Linked DNA regions of Mus musculus: all the other regions are linked to region 1. Evidence: chromatin contacts called from public promoter capture Hi-C data. All regions are on one chromosome and are shown on one strand. Each heading gives the region's core, a stretch centred on a gene start, on an enhancer-like site or on the middle of the called end of the contact. The rest is flanking DNA. Distances are from core to core; before and after follow the strand shown.

Region 1 (2,700 bases), core at 73-2,572:
TTATGAGCCACTTGGATGTGGGTGCTGAGAACCAAATGTGGGTCATCTGCAAAAGCAATACTTGTTCTGAACCGCTGAGCCATCTCTTCAGTCCCCAAAGTGGTTTGGGTTAGCTCCTTGCCGGACAATTTTAAGAGCAACAATACAGAGAGAGCAGGGGGCTCTCTATGTAGCTCTAGCTGTTCTGGAACTCACTAGACAAGACTGGCTTCGAACTCATAGAGATAAGCCCAATTCATAAGTGCTGATAATTCCAATGTGCCCAGCTGTCAAAGCCTGGCTGGGCAGTGATGCTGCATGCCTTTAATCCTAGAGACAGGATTTCTCTGTATCTCCTTGGCTGTCCTGGATCTCACTTTGCCTCCAGAGTGCTGAAATTAAAGGTGTGAGCCACCACGCCTGGCTCAGAGTCACATTGTGTGTACGAGGCTAGCTTGGGACTCATGATCCCCCCTGACTAAGTCTCCTTAGTGTTAAGATGATAAGCATGTACCACCATACCTGGTAGTCATGATTTTGGTTTTGTTGATTGTTGCTGCTTTGAGACAAGATCTCACTATATATCTCTGGTGGCCCTGAACTCCCTTTGTACATCAGTCTGGCTTAGAACTGACATAGATCTGCCTGCCTGCCTCCTCCAGAATACTAGGATTAAAGGTGTATGCCACCTTGGTACTGATTTTTTTTTTATTCTAAAATTGTGTGACTCTTCCTTTACATCTAATTCATGGCTGTCTGGAATACTGTTAAAACAGAGTCTGCACTAGTTTGCACAAGTTTGCACTGGTCCAGTTAGCGTGTGTAAAAGGCTAGGTTAGCCAGATTACCTTGTAATTGTGGCAGACTTAAACACTATGCTGATTCTTTCAGGGTTCTTCATGGATAATACTTTACTTTTTCTTCTTCCAATCTTTAGCTAATCATAATTTTATCACCCAGATATTTGGGGAAAGCCACACTCCTTCTCTAATTGAGCAAACTAGAATCCAGTGATAAGGACAAAACATTAACTTTCTCTCGCATTGTCCCAGGGTGACTCACCTTCAGTCACTTTCCCCTAGGGCTTGCCTTCCAGGTAGAAAGTACACTTGGTATTTAGAGTTGGTAAACAAGCCCTTTGCCTGCGATGCGCCTGCGTTGTGGCTATCTTTGTGATGTAAAAAGTGCTTTAATTTAACCCGTTTCACGCCTCTGAACAAATTACCAGAGAGTGGTTGGGCGGCAACATTACCGGAAGACTCCGCCCCTCACACCCGTCCAACCAATCAGAAAAGGCTGGGTGGAGAACTTCCTTTGTAATCCCGCCCCCTGGGCAATTTAATGCCGCGCGCTGGGCGGGAATGTAAGATGGCGGAGTAGCAACGCGGTACTGTTGGTGTTCAGACTGCCTGCTGACTTCCGTTCCCGTGTTGGCAGCGGCGGCGGCGGCGACCACTGAGCACGTTGAGGTAGTTACCCAAGATGCCGAATATCAAAATCTTCAGCGGGAGCTCCCACCAGGACTTATCCCAGAAAATCGCTGACCGCCTGGGCCTTGAGCTAGGCAAGGTGGTGACTAAGAAATTCAGCAACCAGGAGACCTGGTAAGGACGCAATTGGTACCTTGAGTGTACCTGACCTGCCCAGGCCATGGCAACTCGGGGGATGGAGCGGCCGTGGGATTTCCTGGCAGCAGAGGATGGGCAGAAAGGGGCAGCAGAGGTTAGCTTGCCTCGCGGGTTGTTCCGTTATTTTACCTCCCGAGAGGGTCGCGTTCATCCTCGCTGCGCGCGGTTAGGTGGAGCCAAGATGGAGATGGGAGCTGAGGCCGCTACGTTTGGGGGTTGGGGATGGAGGATCTAATGTCGGGGGGTAATGGCCTCCTGGAATGTCTGGAGGTGTACGGGCGCTTAGCTTTGGGCATGGGGACACGTGGCTTGTCGCTTCACTGTGGAGCCAGTAGATTGGATTCGGTTCACTTTCCGCGCGTCGACTGGTGTACATCAGAGAACCTATGGCGTTCTGAGCCCCATCGTGGTCTTTTTCCTAGATTTGAAAAGCTTTTTGGTTGGAAATGGTAGCGTTCTGGTTTGGTCTTGGGAAACATTGTGTTCTGAGGGCGCGAAAACGTTACCACGTTCCCTTAGACTGGCACGGTGTCGGCTTTTCCTATCCTGTCTGTCGAGGAATCAAACCACCCTTAAGTTAAATTCAGTAGATGGGGTAAAGTGGTTGCTTTGAGCTCAACATCCTTGATCTTCGACATCTCAGCTTAAGTCATCCCAAAAAAATAGGGAAACCTTAGTTGTAGAATTCGAATTTTTGACGGTTTCCAATTCCGCTACTGGCAGACATAATAATACAAGCACTCCGCCCCTCCTCCATTGTAGCCACTTCTTAGTGTTAAATGCGTGAGGATTTAGGGAACGACTTACACGTGAGTGTTCAGTGACAAAATAATAACGCAGTGGAAGAGCTAGCTCAAACAGCAAAGGGAAATTTGAATGTCGTCTTTTTGGTGCTCTGCTATAAAACTCGTGGCCCAGCACTGGTGTGCTGTCGCATGCCACTAGGCAAGAGCAGGAGAAGCAAGTTTGAAGCAAGCCTAGTCTGCATAGTTAACTCTAGACTAGTCAGGACTATGTAGTGAGACGGTCTCCGAAAAATTGCTAACAGAACTGTCTTAGCCCCAGTCATCATCCACATGCACTATTGGACCGT
Region 2 (2,700 bases), core at 38-2,537, 2.2 Mb after region 1:
GTGGGGGACGGGGGTGGGGAGGGAAAGAGGTCAGGAGAATCTTCTTTTCCTCCACCAAGTCTATCACTGAAGGTTCGCTGTGGTCGGAAGGGGGCGGAGAGGAAGAAGGACGGCAGGAGGGAAGGAGGGAGAGAGCCAGCAAGGTTTGTGTAGGGTGGGGGGAGGGGGGAGAGAGAGAAAAGCATCAGAGCTGGGTTAGAAGGAGTCCGAGGAGAAATCCTCAAATTTAGGCACTCAAGAAGAAAGTGAGGCTGTGACAAGAAGGTGAGCAATACTTTTATGGTCTTTTTTTTTTTTTTTTTTTGAATCTCCCATTTCAAGGCCGAAGGGAGGAAGCAGGAAGTCCATACTCAGCACACTCCCCAAGCTAAAGCCTGTCCATCAGTTTCACAGCCTTACTCCTAGAAGTTAGCGAGGACCGGCTGAGTGCCCAGTATGTGGTCAGGTATGCAAAGTAGTGGCCCGAGAACCAGGTCAACGGAGGAGTTAGTCCGCCAGGCTTAGGTGGGGAGGTGAATTCAGTCACAGTGGCGAAAGAGCAAAACTGTGCGCGAGTGCACGCTTGGAGTGCAGAAGACCAGGCTGGAGAAGGAGGAGGAAAGAGGCGGGGATGGGGCCTCCGAGGGTAGCAGGGTGGGGGCGGGGGTGGGGTGGGGTGGGGTGGGGAGCAGAGAGGAAGCAGGGCAGGAGGTGGGAAGCGAGGACGAAGTGGGTAGGCTGTGGAGGGAAGGCTGCGAGGCGGGGCAGTGGTGGCTTGAAGACGTGTGTATGTGTGTGTGTGTGTGTGTGTATGTGTGTGTGTAGGGAGGGAGTGAAGTGGATCGGAGGAGTGTGTGTGTGTGTGTGTGTGTGTAGGGAGGGGGTGAAGTGGACGGGAGGAGGGCCGAAGGTGGAGGGAGTTGGCGACGAGGGGGTGGAGAGAGGGAGGGGAAACCGGAGGAAGCGAGCGGCGGCTGCCGGGGGAGGAAGGCAAGGAGGAGGAGCCGGAGCGGCGGCGGTGGCGGCTGCTGCTGCTGCTGCGGCCGCCTGGGGAGCCCAGCCGAGTGCCGCCTGGGGCTGCGGGGAGTGAGGGGAGACGGAGAGTTCGGTGGAGCCCGGGCAGCGGAGCCGAGCAGCGGGTGAGTGGAGCCCCAGGGGGACTCGGCGGCCAGTCCTCGGGGGGCCGGACGAGGAGGAGCGGGAAGATGGAGCGGTGGCGGCGGGGCGGAGGGTGGCGGCCCCATGGCCCGGCCCCTGGCTGGCCCCGCGTCCCCGCCCTCCCTCTCGGCTTCCTCCCGCCGCCCGCCTGCGCCTGGGGGGCTGGTCCGGAGCAGGCGGAGGGCTGAGGGTGGCGCTGGCCCGGAGGGCGGGCGTGAGGGGCCAGGGGGGGTGGAGCTGGGGGTTCGGGGGTGTACCCAGGGGCGGGAGGCTGGACCGGGACTGCTCTAAATTGGCTGGAGAGGGGGCCCCGTCGGCGGCGAAGTTGCTAGCTGGGGGCAGAGACGGCCACGCGGTTGCAGGAGTAAGACCCCCCCCCCCTCTCGTGGAGTGGCTGAGACGAGGAGTCCGGCGTCCCTGCCCTCCCCGTCGCCCTCCCCGCCTGCCCAGCCCTGCTAGCTTCTCTCCTAGCCTCCGCGTGTCCCCTCTCTCTCTCACCCCCTTCTGCCTCCCGCTTGGCTCCCTCGGCAGTGCCTAGTGCCGGGCCCCCTAGGTCCCAGTCCTGACCCTCTTGGCCTCCAACTTGCCTTCACCCGTGCTTGCTTGGCCACCACTCCCGTTCCCCTTTTCTTCCCTCACTAGTTACCCCTCCCCGCTTCGTTAATTCCCGTGCAATTGCCTCTTTGAGACCTTTTTTTCCTCTCCTTCCTTTTAGATTGGCCAACGGCTCCTTTCAACCCTGCCTCGTTGGTGGCCACTGGAGAAGCGCGGGGGGCTCCCCAGACAGCCGTGGGGACAAGTTAGAGCCAGCACTTTATCCCGGGCCTCGCGTGTAGCTTTCCCTCCCCTGTTCTAGGTGCCCCAGTGTCCAGAGGGGGGTGCGGGTGTGCCCTCCTTACATGTTCCACCGCCCGGGCAACCCTTCGGTCTCGTGTTCCATCTCGCTCTTGCTTCCTGTACCGTAGTCAAGTGGAGCCACTTTGCATCATGTCCCGGTATAGCTACCAAAGTCTCCTGGACTGGCTCTATGGGGGCGTCGACCCCAGTTTTGCAGGCAATGGGGGCCCCGACTGTGCTGCCTTCCTGTCTTGGCAGCAGCGGCTGCTGGAAAGTGTGGTGGTCCTGACCCTGGCCCTGTTGGAGATCCTGGTGGCCCTGCGGCACATCCTGAGGCAGAAGGAGGACGGTAGGGGTGGCCGTAGCAGCCAGCCACAGCAGGTGACCCAGCGGCCAGAGGAAGGCAAGGAGAGCCTGAGCAAGAATCTGCTCTTAGTAGCCCTGTGCCTGATCTTCGGGGTGGAGGTGGGCTTTAAGTTCGCCACCAAGACCGTCATCTACCTGCTCAACCCTTGTCACCTGGTCACCATGATGCATGTGAGTCTGTTGACTTTTTCCTGGGCAGCCTAAGTGATAAGAGTCATTAGCGTGCTCAGGACACTGGTGTGTAGAGCACTTCGTTCCCGTGGGAAGTGGGACCCTTACAAATGCTTTTCCAACCAGCATCCGCTTTTGTGCTAGTAAACTTCAGCATTGCACAACAGGTCAGCCCCACAGTGGAGGTGA
Region 3 (2,700 bases), core at 112-2,611, 2.5 Mb after region 1:
CTCGAATCATTGAGTTTAACATAGGTTGCTTAAATGTGAAATCTACACAAAAGCGAACGCACGCTTGGTACATATTGACAGTGCCTCTTTGGGGACAACATTCTTTGAATGTGCTATACCAAGACACTGGAATGAAGAAGGAAGAGGGAAAAAAAAAAAAGGTCTCACTCTCAACTGTGAGGTGGTGCGCTAGCTTCACTAGAAATGCATTTTAATGGGTACGTTCAGATAAAAATAGGTAGTAAGGCAAAAGGTGTTTTAAGAAACCTCTCCCCTCCCCGAGGAACAGGGAAACCCGGAGGAAAAGATGGGCAACCTCCCTGGAGATCGAGAGCTAAGTTCCATCACTAGCAGAATAGAAGTTAGATCACTGCTATTTTTCACCCTGCAATGGGATAGTAGCTCTCCATGTGCAAGGTACGCGGGGCGGGAATACTGGCGGGGCTTTCACGTGGGGCAATGGCGAGTAAAGTGAGGAGAGGTCGGTACCGACAGTGATCCAGATCGCCCCAGACGCTGGTGGGGTGGAGGGTGAGGGGTAGAAAGGATCGAAGGGAAGGGGCAAAACTCCTGGAAGTTAGCGCAAAGAGGAAGCGGGAGCAGTCTGGAAGCCAGGGGGGCCATGGCTGGCAAAGCAGCCCCCTGCTCCGAGGGTAGGGTGCTCTCCTCGTGGAGCAGAGGAGCGCCGAGGGCCCCCCACGGGTCGGGCGACTCTGGGGACCCTAGAGGCAGGAGGGACAGAGGGGCACCCGCGAACAGGAGGCGGAGGACTTACACTTTGCCTCAACTCTGAGCCCCATCCCGAGCCCGGGGGAAGAGGGCGACGGGGAGCGCGGTACTCACTAGGGCTCGTTGGTGAAGCGGGGGGTCCGGGGCTGCTGGTATCCGTACAGGTGACAGTAGAGCACATCGAAGCAGAAGCAGCACATCTCCGCTGACACCACCATCTTCCGGGAGCCGGGGGATGAGGACGAGGAGGACGGCGAGGAGGCGGTGGCGGCGGCCGGAGTAGAAAGTAGGGTTCCCACTCCGCAGCTCAGAGGTGGAGACAGCGAGATGCCCCCGCCGCCGCTGCCGCTGCCGCCGCCGCCGCCGCCGCCGCCGCCGCCGCCGCAGCCCTGAGGGGGAGAGAGGGGACAGCCACCGCCGCCGCCGCTGCCGCCGCCGCCGCTCAGCCCGCCCAGTCCGTTGAGCCGCGTCCCGGCGCCTCCTAGTCCCAGCTCCCCGGCTCGGCACTGGCTCTCCCCGCTGCAGTGAGAGGAGGAGGAGGCGCCACCACCACCACCCGAGCCGGAGGGGGGCGAACTGGACAGTTTCTGCTTCTTCACCCCACAGCAACCCGCCGCCATCTTGGAACAGTCTCCCCCACGCAGCGCTTCCGACCCATAAGTGAGGCGAGCTGGCGGCGGGGGCGAGCACGCTGCGGCCCCGGCCGCCGGGGGCGCGCCGGGGGCTCGCGGTCTGCGCGCACACGCGGCTCGGCGGCCCGGGCTGCCCAGCCCCGCCAAGGCTCTCGGGCGTGCTCGCGCCCCCGCCTGCGGCGCGCGCCACGAGCTTTGGTGGCTTGGCGCCTACGGTGGGTCCCGCCCGACTCGCGCCTCCTGGGAGCCGGGTTCCTGGCGGAGGATGGAAGGCGGAAAAGCGAAGGGAAAGGCAAAAAAAAAAAAAAAAAAGAAAAAAGAGAGAGAGAGAGAACAAGACTTGGAGGAGTGGGAGGAAGAAGAGGAGATGGGCGAGCTCCAAGAAGAAGCAGGGGGACAGAAACTAGTGAAAGGGGGAAAGAAAGGAGAAAGTCTGAAATAAGCATCCAAGTTCCAAAGCGCACCTTGGTGATACCCCATTGCATGTAGTGTTAGTGACACTCGAGCCCAGTTAGGTGGAACCTGAGCCACCCGGCCTCAAATACACTGGTTCTGAACTGTTAAGAGTGTGAGCAAGCAGGTGCTCCTTGGAGCTCCACACCTGAGACAGCCACTGTAAAAGCCATCCGGGAAATGGCCACACGACAGTGTCTTTAACGCTAACCTAGCCAGACACCACAGTTTTTCTGAGATTTTGCTAAAAAAATGCAAAACTTTAATCTTTCTAATTGACAAATATTAAAGTCCAATTCAATGTGTATATCTTGTATATCCCTCCATCTTCTCCTCGTAGTCCAGAGAGACCATTAAAAAGCAAGAATACATATATAAATACGTGCCTCACAAACACCCCACAGAATCAAAGATGTTCCTTGTGTTTTCAGACTTACAGCCATGGGCTTTTCGGGTTTGGAACTCGAAAACAAAGAGATTCGAAAACAAAGAGATTCGAAATATAAGTGCAATGTCCAGACCTTGGAGATAAATATATAAGTCAGGTAGTGTCACTTTAGTTGCAAGTTAGAAGATTTTGTTCAGATGTATAATGAGACAATTCTTAATTCTCAGTTTTAAGAAATTGTCTCAAAACTCTTTGAATGAATGGGGAGGTGTATGATTGAGTCAGTCCTGTTTTGGGCACTTAAGAAGGGGCTGTAAAATGACAATAGCCAGCTGTAAAAATTCATTTAAAAATAAACCAAGTAGAAAATAACTGATCTCCATTGTGTCTACATGGTGTCAAAATACCCCCCCCCCCAAAGTCAGGAGTCTGTCTGTCTGCAAACAGTAGAGGGTGGATTTTGGCACCTTTGATCTAAGTGTGTGGGACCTTACAAAC

Evidence for each region. Promoter capture Hi-C pulls out the DNA fragments that hold promoters and counts their contacts.
Region 2: a promoter capture Hi-C map of pre-B cells shows a contact between it and region 1. The contact joins the promoter of Tmem164 here to the promoter of Prps1 in region 1.
Region 3: a promoter capture Hi-C map of cranial neural crest shows a contact between it and region 1. The contact joins the promoter of Ammecr1 here to the promoter of Prps1 in region 1. A contact is called at or near these places in 2 of 39 promoter capture datasets (cranial neural crest and pre-B cells).

Annotation. Positions count from the first base shown.
Region 1 is chrX:140,455,281-140,457,980 of GRCm38.p6, forward strand. Prps1 (phosphoribosyl pyrophosphate synthetase 1) reads left to right here and starts at 1,323. Exons shown (of 7, transcript NM_021463.4): 1 at 1,323-1,583. The coding sequence starts at 1,462.
Region 2 is chrX:142,680,439-142,683,138 of GRCm38.p6, forward strand. It overlaps Tmem164 (transmembrane protein 164), which reads left to right and starts at 1,288. Exons shown (of 7, transcript NM_001199360.1): 1 at 1,288-1,501; 2 at 1,853-2,511. The coding sequence starts at 2,125.
Region 3 is chrX:142,965,365-142,968,064 of GRCm38.p6, forward strand. It overlaps Ammecr1 (Alport syndrome, mental retardation, midface hypoplasia and elliptocytosis chromosomal region gene 1), which reads right to left and starts at 1,362. Exons shown (of 6, transcript NM_019496.4): 1 at 844-1,362. The coding sequence starts at 1,349.